2 separate regions of the Sus scrofa genome follow, and region 2 is linked to region 1. The links are chromatin contacts, called in public HiChIP or PLAC-seq maps. All regions are on one chromosome and are shown on one strand. The core of a region is the stretch at or near the end of the contact, and the rest is flanking DNA. Distances in the headings are between cores, read along the strand shown.

Evidence for each region. HiChIP or PLAC-seq counts read pairs in DNA pulled down with a chosen protein or histone mark.
Region 2: an H3K27ac HiChIP or PLAC-seq map of alveolar macrophages shows a contact between it and region 1. The contact joins two enhancer-like sites. A contact is called at or near these places in 1 of 47 Hi-C or Micro-C datasets (embryonic fibroblasts) and 1 of 2 datasets of contacts at active chromatin or transcription factors (alveolar macrophages).

What each region holds. Positions count from the first base shown.
Region 1 is chr4:39,865,443-39,870,360 of Sscrofa11.1, reverse strand. No RefSeq gene overlaps it. Among named protein-coding and RNA genes, the nearest start is that of CPQ, 12 kb to the right of the region's middle. Within about 2 kb of position 2,465, at least 2 of the 83 cell types and tissues checked have an H3K27ac peak or open chromatin away from gene starts, as enhancers often do. A contact at or near this core is called in alveolar macrophages, where this site is marked.
Region 2 is chr4:40,290,734-40,295,651 of Sscrofa11.1, reverse strand. No RefSeq gene overlaps it. Among named protein-coding and RNA genes, the nearest start is that of PTDSS1, 83 kb to the left of the region's middle. Within about 2 kb of position 2,886, at least 22 of the 83 cell types and tissues checked have an H3K27ac peak or open chromatin away from gene starts, as enhancers often do. A contact at or near this core is called in alveolar macrophages, where this site is marked.

The DNA of each region.
Region 1 (4,918 bases), core at 1,216-3,715:
TTTTTTATTTTTTAAAATTACCTTTTTAATTTCCTGCTGTCAAACATCTGCTGGATCACCTTGCATTCTCTACTTCCTCGAAAACTTGTTTTATGAACATTCCTTCTCCCCAGGATAATTTGCCTGGCTGAGCACTGATGTAGTGCTAGAAAGGTTTTATTTTACATTGACTGATTAAGCACTTTGAAGAATTGTTTTAGCTCCATTACTGTGAATCTATTTGGCTTCACTTTTTCCTTTTGCCTCCTTTGATGAATGTCTGACCATTGGGATGGAGTGGGATCAGCGCATTAATTTCCCCTCAACATCACTGAGTAGTGCTCTTTTCCCTGCGTGGGAGCCTGAAGCAACAGATGCTGTGTGTTCCTGGTGTGTGTGTGTGTGTGTGTGTGTGTGTGTGTGTGTGTGTGTGTGTGTGTGCTCTTAGCCTGCGTTTGCTGATGCTGCTGTCTGGCCGCCATCTCATTGCAGAGAGCACATGTTAAGATCTGGGGAAAAGCATAAGGGCAGATCAGATTTTAAAAATGAATGGTGAGTCTCTGTTGTGTTAACAGTGTATATAGCTGGATAGTATTTTCTTTTTAAGCTCATGAAACTTAACAGCTGTTTAGTGAAGCCTCATTTTCATACATGTCTGTTTGACAGGTTTAATAGCAAATTTTGCAGTTAAGTGGCTTGCGGAACAGGCTTCCCTGGCTTGGGCTGTAATAAGAACTGTGTTTGCAGCACGATTCGATGAGGGTCTTTCTGCTTTTGTGTTTATGGAATGGGGAACCTGGCTAAAGTGAGGGAAGCTGAAAGGCATGTTCCAAAGGAAATTGCTAATACCTCTGCCAGAGTGTTCCTTGGAACTTGTTATTAACCAGTTCAGGAAAAGATACATGGGGGAAACATGCTGTTTAGCAATAGAAACACATTAGAACAGCCAGCTTACTGTAACCCTATATTGGCAAATAGTAATTAAATCTATATATCTCCAGCTTTATGGTTTTCTGCAGCTGAGTCTCTGGAAGACTTTGATTCAAGGAAGGTCCATATTCTCTTCCTTGCCTCTGAAAGAGGCTGCTGTGTGCCTTGTAAGAGCCTTTTAATATCACCAGATTGAAGGCAAATATGTCACTGTTTTAACAGACAGAAGTAAAGCACTTCCTATTACTACCCTTAGGTTGGGGGTCCAAGTTCTAGCAAACTAGGACTTTACGAGACTAGAATCCCATGTCCCTTTGTCCCTTTTTTTCAGATCATAGGACCTCAGAATTGCTTATGTCATTGATTACCTACTTTGTATTTGGACCCAAAGTGTATGAACTGCATTCAGTTCATATGATTTATCTATGTTTTTGTTGACTGTACGTGCTCGATGTGACTGCAAGTCTGTACACATGTGGCGGAGTCACAGATCATGGAACCCTGTTGGTAAGAGGCATCTACCCTCATGGTCCGCCCAACATCCACAGCCAACAAAGGGACCAAGAGCTGCCTCATATCCTCTTTGAGTTACAGTACAGATTTTGCAAGCCAAGAATACAAAGTTTTTCCTAGAGTTCATGGTTGATTTCACTTATTGGAATTTTAATCGTATTGCTTCACTTACACAGCATGTGAAAGAGCTTCATATTTATTCCTTTCCATTCCATCATGATGTAGGTCAAAAGCCAAGTTACATTACATTGTATGACAAAGATTCCTACTTGTTTTTTGGCTACACTTGTGGCATATGGACATTTCTAGACAGGGATTGAATCTGAGCTGTAGGTACAATCTACACAGCTGCAGCAATGCCGGATCCTAAACCCACTGTGCTGGGCCGGGAATCAAACCTGTGCCTCAGTAGTGAACCGAGCTGCTGTAGAGACAATGCTGGATCCTTAACCTATTGTGCTACAGTGGGAACTCTCAAAGATGCCTACTTTTGAACAATTGGAGTTTGGGCTTTGTTGTTTTATATGCTCAAGAAACTTGAAAGGGATAAAGAAATCTGGATAAAGAATTAGTAAAGTGAGGAGTTCCTGTCGTGGCTCAGTGGTTAATGAATCCGACTAGGAACCATGAGGTTGCAGGTTCAATCCCTGGCCTTGCTCAGTGGGTTAAGGATCCGGCGTTGCCATGAGCTGTGGTGTAGGTTGCAGATGCGGCTGAGATCCCTCATTGCTGTGTCTCTGGTGTAGGCCAGTGGCTCCAGCTCCAATTTGACCCCTAGCCTGGGAACCTCCATATGTTACGAGTGTAGCCCCAAAAAGCAAAAAAAAAAAAAAAAAATTGCTGAATGTTTTCTGTGCTTAGGGAAGCAGGTGATGAGGGGCCCTAGAAAAGGCAAAAAAAAAAAATTAGTAAAGTGAGCTCAATTAATTTTCTTAAAATTTAAGTTGCTCATTGGTAAATAATAAAATGTCACAGACATACAATGAGTCAGTCCTGTGGCTCATGCCGGTGGGATGAGGAAGGATAAGGGAGATAAGGTCACTTGACGTCTGTAGAGTGGGGTAATGAGTGTCCAGGGTGGCCAGTGGTAGGAGAAGGGTCTACTGGTAGACCTCTTTCAGCAGGTTGTCACCCCCACCCTGCTCTCATTATGTCACTAATCTGCTGTTGCTCTACTAACTTCCAGAAGAAAGGGGAATATCATGCCCTGGGTTCTTTGCACTGCTGTCAGGATTTGCCTCTCTTCCTTCATTTTCCTGCTTTGTTTCCACAATGTTCATACCTTATCTAGGTAGGATGACACATTAAATGTCAGAGACGTTTAATGAAGCCTCCTTACCATGACTCTTGGGGAAATAATGGTGAAATTATTGGATACAGGTGAATCCTAGTGCAAGATGGTGAGAGAGGTGGGCCTGATCCACCTCACCCTATCTTGGAGTCTGATTCTCATAGGTAGGGCCAATTCTGGTTCATTCCTGTGTGTTTTTTTTTCAAGAAGTATAATGAACTTTTTAAAAAAGAGCCATATAAGTAGGACCCTTTCTTTTTTCTTTTTAACTTTCTATTTTGAAGTAAATATAGACTTGGAGAATGTCACAAAAATAATATAGAGAGATCCTATTGTGTCCTTTGCCACCTTCTCCCCATGGTAACGTATATGTAGCCGCAGTATATCAAAATCAGGAAATTGCCAATCTACAGACTTTATTCAGATTTAATTAGTTTTTACTAGGTGGGATTGTCTAAATATTTCAAACTCTATGTTTGTTTGTTTAAAATAGTAAGTAGAATTGAAGGTGCAGTGGAAGCAGAGGTTCAAGATGTCTGGTCTCTTCCTTTCTTTCTCTCTTGTCCTCCTGCCCCCATATCGTGTCAAAAACAGATAACAGAAAATGTATATCAACAAATACAGTCTGAACACTTACTCTGAGAAACAGTAAATTAGGTACCAAGGAGGAATAAATGCTTATCAGAGGAAATGTTGTTATATCTGGGAATTATCTACTGATACAGAAAGGTTTAGCTCAAGACAGGACATATTTACTAAGCACATGAAATATATTCAGCACTTTCTTTTGAATTTAAAAAAGAAGGGTTCTCCTCCATTTGGAGTGTTCTGTCTTTGACGCCTCTCCCCACTCAAATGCCTGCCAGCTCTAAGTCTTCCAAAACCAATCAGGTACCACTCATTATATCCTATCTAGAGTATCTACTAGGTGCTGGATCAAAGCTAGATCCTAGAGGTTCCAAGATGGACTCTATGCAGGCCTTGCCCACATTAATTCCATAGTTTAGTGGGAGAGACAACATTTTGAATGTAGATATTTTAAAGAAAGATAATCACTATGGCAAAGAGAATGTCTGAAAGAAGAGAAGGCCAGGACAGGGAAATCAGGAGAAGGTTGCTGTGGTAGTTCAGGTGAATGGAGTATGGCCAGAAATCAGGGCTTTTTAGGAGTTAAATATGATAGCACTTACTGATTAAGTGCTGGAGGGTTTAAAAGAGAGTGAGATATCCTGAATAGTCCAGATGATGGGGTGATGGAAATGTCATCCATTGATGTGGGAATTCCGGGAGAAGAGTGGATTCCAGAGGAAGAGTCCTAAGAAGAGTTTGGGTTTAATGAGTTAGAGGTGTCTATAGGAAAACAAACTAAGAGAACTTAACATGTAGATGAGCTCATGCTCTAGATGGTAAATGAAGCCTTGGAGTGAACAACCTTGCCAGTTAGAACATGTAGTGGAAGCAGAAGGTCAAGGAGGAAGCCCTAGGAAATAATAAACTTCAAAGGAGAAATGGGAAAAGGGACCCTACAGAAAAGATTGGGACAAAGAACAGAAATATAGGAAGAAGAATGTTTGGAATAGGTGAGGATATCCACAATGTTAAATGTTTCAGATGCTAAGTATGGTAGTAATTTAAGTGTTTCCTTGGTCTTAGGAATGAAGACATCCTTAATGACCTTTGTGAGTTCAATTTAAATTGGCTGGTGGGAGGCGACAAAAAGTATAAGGTGATTTATTCAAGTGTTAATATGGAGTGTGAAGAAAAGTATGATTGATATTAAATATTTCACAAAATCCATAATAGAATGATAGAGCTGAAATGAAACCCTTTATTTTACACAGAAAGAGAGATTTCAAATGAATTGATCAAGGTCCTGCATTTAGGGAGAAAAAGCCAGGACGAAGTCCCAAGTCTCTTGACTTCTTTTATGCAAGAAAGTTGTGAATATGCTGTAGTTTAAAGGAGCAAATTAGTTTTTGATGCAAGAAAAGTCATCATTAAAGTGATGAATCAGAGCCATATTCTTCTGTTGTGAAATATATATATGTACTTGTTTGATGAATTTATTCATTTATTCTACAAATATTTGTTGACAGATATTGTGCTATTTGCTTGGTATACAAAACAAATACATCACATTTATTTCAGAGAACATGCTTGGTGAATTTTATAAAAGTAAAATATTATCGCTATTTAGTGATGTAT
Region 2 (4,918 bases), core at 1,637-4,136, 420 kb before region 1:
TACTCACCAAGGAGAAATAAAATAAAATTCTTTACCAAATACATCAGGTTCAGCCCTATGGTCTCCCGCTCCGAAGCCGCTGGACAGCGTCTCTGTGGTACCTCTTTTTGTCAGGGGTCTCCCTTTGGAATCAGACCCCTATTTAATGCACTTGGTCAAGCTCTCGTTGGGAGGGGGGTTGCTAAATGCAGGGTGGAATAGGAAAAAAATGTAACCATTGGAAACCAAAGGAAAGTGAGCGCTTTTAAACAGAGGAAGGGGGAATGATCCCTTATGCATTCTTGGAATTCTGTTCAGTGAAGGCTGCAGAATTCCTGAGGCCACTGAGTGCTCACCGGGTGGGCTTCATTTATAGAGTTCTTACTGCTATGAAAACGGATTCCCCCAGGCAGGCAATCGCAATCCTCCATGAATTTCCCACTTGTATGATTGAAATCAAGATGTGAGGAGAGGCATTCCCATCATGGCTGAGCAGAAACGAATCTGACTAGGAACCATGAGGTTGCAGGTTAGATCCCTGGCCTCGCTCAGTGGGTCGGGGATCCAGCGTTGCCATGAGCTGTGGTGTAGGTCACAGACATGACTTGGATCCCGAATTGCTGGGGCTGTAGCTCTGATTCAACCCCTAGCCTGGGACCCTCAATATGCTTCAGGTGTGGGCATAAGAAGACAAAAAAAAAAAAAAAAAGATGTGAGGAGAGCCAAGACTTCTGTTAATCAGCATTTCATTACAAGTGCATCTCTTGCCTTTGTGTGTGTGGTGGGGGCAAGGGTTAAATTTGAGATTTGGGTCTTTGTACGTTTCAGCATTCGTCATGGCTAAGACTAACCAGCTGTGGAGTCTCCTTGCCAACCCCAGAATAGATTTTTACAACATTTCACTTTATCATATTTTATTCAAAACCTGATCCTAGAACTATCATAGGTAAAGGAGTCAAAGTTTTTTTAATTGAATGTGGTAATATCTTTGACGCAATAAATACCCATGGCTTTTTCATTTCACTATCATCTATGAATTAAAGGACTTATTTACTAATATCTACCAAAGAGGGAGGAAATAGTTGGATGTGTGTGTGGTTTTGTTTATTTGGCTTTTGAGGTTTTTTTGGTGGTGGTGGTGGTTTTTTAGTGTGTGGGAAGGCTGAAATCTTCCTTGTCTCCTGTGTTGCCTAAAAACTGTCTTTAATCCATTTCAGAAATTCACCTGCAATTTTGTCTCTCTGGACATTCCCTTTCTTGCAGGTTGGTTGGGCAGGTTTTATAGCTGCCTGTCCTATGAGAAGGTATTGTTTGTCACTGTCTAGCACGGTCAAGGATTTACAGCGGGTCCAAGTGGCTGGCTCCCAGGCCTCTCACACGGCTAAGCTCAGCTTATCCATCGTGATACCCTGGTTGAAAACTGGTCTCTGTGTACAGCAGCTGGCTGGAGGGGTGGGTGACGGGCAAGCTTCCTGTCTGCAGTACTGGTAAAAGAGACTCCTAAGCCCCAGCATTGCCTTCTTGGAGCAAAGAGAAGGGTATTGGCAGATCCATCCGCGTCTCATAAACCCAGCGCCAACACGAACATCTTTCAGAAAATACAATTGGGGAGTTCCCGTCGTGGCACAGTGGATGAATTTGATTAGGAACCATGAGGTTGCAGGTTTGATCCCTGGCCTCACTCAGTGGGTGAAGGTCCAGCATCGCCCTGAGCTGTGGTATAGGTCACAGACGCAGCTTGAATCCTGTGTTGCTGTGGCTGTGGTGTAGGCTGGCAGCTAGTAGCTCTGATTAGACCCCTAGCCTGGGAACCTCCATATACCGCAGGTGCAGCCCTAAAAAGAAGAAGAAGAAGAAGAAGAAGGGGGGAAAAAAGAAAATAGAATTGGTCTGAGAGTTTTGCTATCACGACTGATGCAACCGGACCCCCAAGCTCCTTGGCCATTCTGGGCTCGTGCTTGGACCTCTTTGCCCTGGGAGTTAGTTTTGTTTGTTTGTTATTGGAATACTCTGAAAACATCATTGCCAAGGGTCTGCAAATTGTGGGTGCTAATGGCAGAAGGTATTCCCCATATGCCTGACCTCCTGACCCCCACAAATCTCCTCAGCTCCTCAGACACCAGTCTTCCTGTGTAGGGTGTGTCTGTCCCTTTTCTGGACGCTGAGTAAAGGGGACTCATGTGGACTTTACAACCATGGGAAATAAGATTTGTTTGCCTTTAAAAGTAAAAGAAGGTAAATCAGAGACCCAAAACCTAAAATATTGCATTCACATGTCTGAAGTATACACACAATAGCCTTAATTACAGCATCAAATTGCAGGCATGGTTTATGTAACCATCCATGCTGGAAAATCTGGACTGTAAACCTTACTGTTCCCACTCGCCTGACTCATCCGTCAGTCCATCTGCACACATCATGGGCTGATTAGGTATTTTACGGGTGCAACCTGGGAAAGGCACGCCAAGATCCCCACGTTTCAAAATGTTTAAAATCCTCTGCCTTCTCTCAGAGGGAATGAAAGCCAGGCCAGGAGTAGGCGGATGAGTTCACCAGGGCCCCTGCCGACAGATCTTCCAGACAAAGGCATTCGGGCGACTGGGGTGCTTCAAAAGACCTCTTGGAGAGGTGGTGTGTCTTGAGACACCCTCCCTCCCCTGAATCTTCCTGGATACCACTCAGCTGGGTTTGCTAGGGAGCCAGGTGCCAGAACAGCACTTCCAATTCTAGATAAGGGGCGTCGCTTAAGACCCCCTCCCCCGCTCCCCTTTGCATCCAGCCCCAAATGTATGTGTATTCTTCAATCCTGTGAGTTTGCCTGTTTTCCACGTTTCCCTGGCTCTGAGGCTCGAGTACTTCGCCCAAGAGCACATGGCCACTAGGGGGCGTCAGATCAACCCTGATGCTCTTCCTCCCACCCCAGGCTCCTTGATTTAATTCTTGCGCACACGTCTTCTGCCGGGTTCCTGGACCCGAGCCTCCACCTATTTCCACCCCCCCGCCTGGCTCTCAGGCAGCCTCTGCTGATGGAGGGTAAGGAGCCCCGGGGGGCTCCCCTCCCCCTGGTGCGCACTTAGCGGTGGTGCCCGCAGCGACTGCAGATGTTGATCTTCCCTGCGTTTTCTGCTGCTTCCGTGCTTGGTGGCGGGACTAACGGGTGTCTCGAGCTTCCTTGAAGCAGAGCCCCCCCTCTGTCTGTTTGGGTTCTTTTCCTGACGTTTCCTTGCCTTCTGCAAACTGTCGGAAGGCGATGCCCCCTGCCTGTAGCAGCTCCCTCAGCCCTCAGGAATCTGATTTACGATCTGGCGAGGCCGTAAACCTCTGCTCTTCACTTCTGAAAAGGACTGCAAAGTATGGGAAAGAATGTAAATTATAAATACTGAATTCCTACGGTCAGCAATCATGTAATGGCCTGCGTTGTTGTGTTTTGCGTTCTTTTTTTTAAATATGGTATCCATATGGCTTTAATTTCTAAGGGTCTGGGTTCCCCCACTGCCACCACCATATTTTTAGGGAGAACAGATAACAGTGAAATGTCCCACTGAGATCAGGTATTTTTCTTTCTTTCTTTTTTTTTTTTTTTTTTTTTTTTTGCTTTTTCTAGGGCCGCTTCCCGCGGCATATGGAGGTTCCCAGGCTAGGGGTCCAATTGGAGCTGTAGTTACCTCCTGACGCCAGAGCCACAGCAACACCAGACCCGAGCCACGTCTGTGACCTACACCACAGCTCACGGCAACGCCGAATCCTTAACCCACTGAGAGGCCAGGGACCGAACCCTCAACCTCATGGTTCCAAGTCGGATTCGTTAACCACTGCACCACGACGGGAACTCCTAGGTATTTTTCTAAAATGAGAAATAACATTTTCTGATGACTCACTGGCCAAAGACTGAAATGCCACACTCTTCACAAAGAGGGATGGGACTGGAGGTGACCGTTCTCTGCCTGCTGATCTGGTGGCCCAGCTCTAGACCAGCCCCTGGTGTGGTCAGCCTTACCCCCCTCCTCCCCCGCCCCAAACCCCGTTTTGACTTTCTCAGAGGTGGTTTTCCGGTAAGATTTTTTGAAATTCTCTTCCTGTCCCTCTTACGAGTCAAAGTCTGCTCACTCGGTGGGAACAGACTTCTCAGCGCGGCTGCAAGCGGTGAAGACAGCCGCAAAGTCATCCTCAAGACACAATGACCGCTGGGTTTGAATGTTCATTCCAGCTGCGGGTCGGCTCCCGGCTTAGATTTCACATGCGGGGCGGAAGGAGCTCCACGCTCTGCCGAGGCAGGAAGGGGCCGCTGGTCACCGCGTGAATTCCTGCCGCCCTTCCCGGACCACAGAATCCAGTTCCTGAGATCACAGTGCTGGTGTTCAGCATTTTTGCCCTCAAACCCAACCTCGTCCTGCTTCCAAATGATGGGTGAAAGCTGCAAAAACACCCGGCGTCTTGAAGTTCTCAAGCCACTGTTTTAACAGCCCCAGTCTGGCCGAGCATCTATTAAAGTGGATGGGATTGTGTTTCTCTTCGTGTGGTCAGGAAGTACGCCGACGGCAGAGCGTGGTGCGTGGGAATGTGATGCCGGAGATCACAGGCGTGTCCACCCACAGAAATATATAAGCTCACAAGCACCTCTTCACTCCCACCCTCACCTTCAGGTCTTCCTGCTGTTTTCTTTGGACCACATTTGATTCACAAAATGCCAGGCTCAGCTCCGACGTGGGACTAGCCAGACCACACAAGAGGGCGTGGAGGCCCTCAAAAATGTCTGAGGGGATGGGTACAACTGGGCCACAGGATATCCTCAGCCGCAGGTCCATTCCTGAAAATTATGCCTCTGCAGATGGTTCTGCCTCTGTACCGCTAAGTCATTGCAGCAGAGATAAGCCCAACAGCGATGGCCCTCAAAGATGTACGTGACACTTAAATATGTGATGCCCAGTACTTAATATAA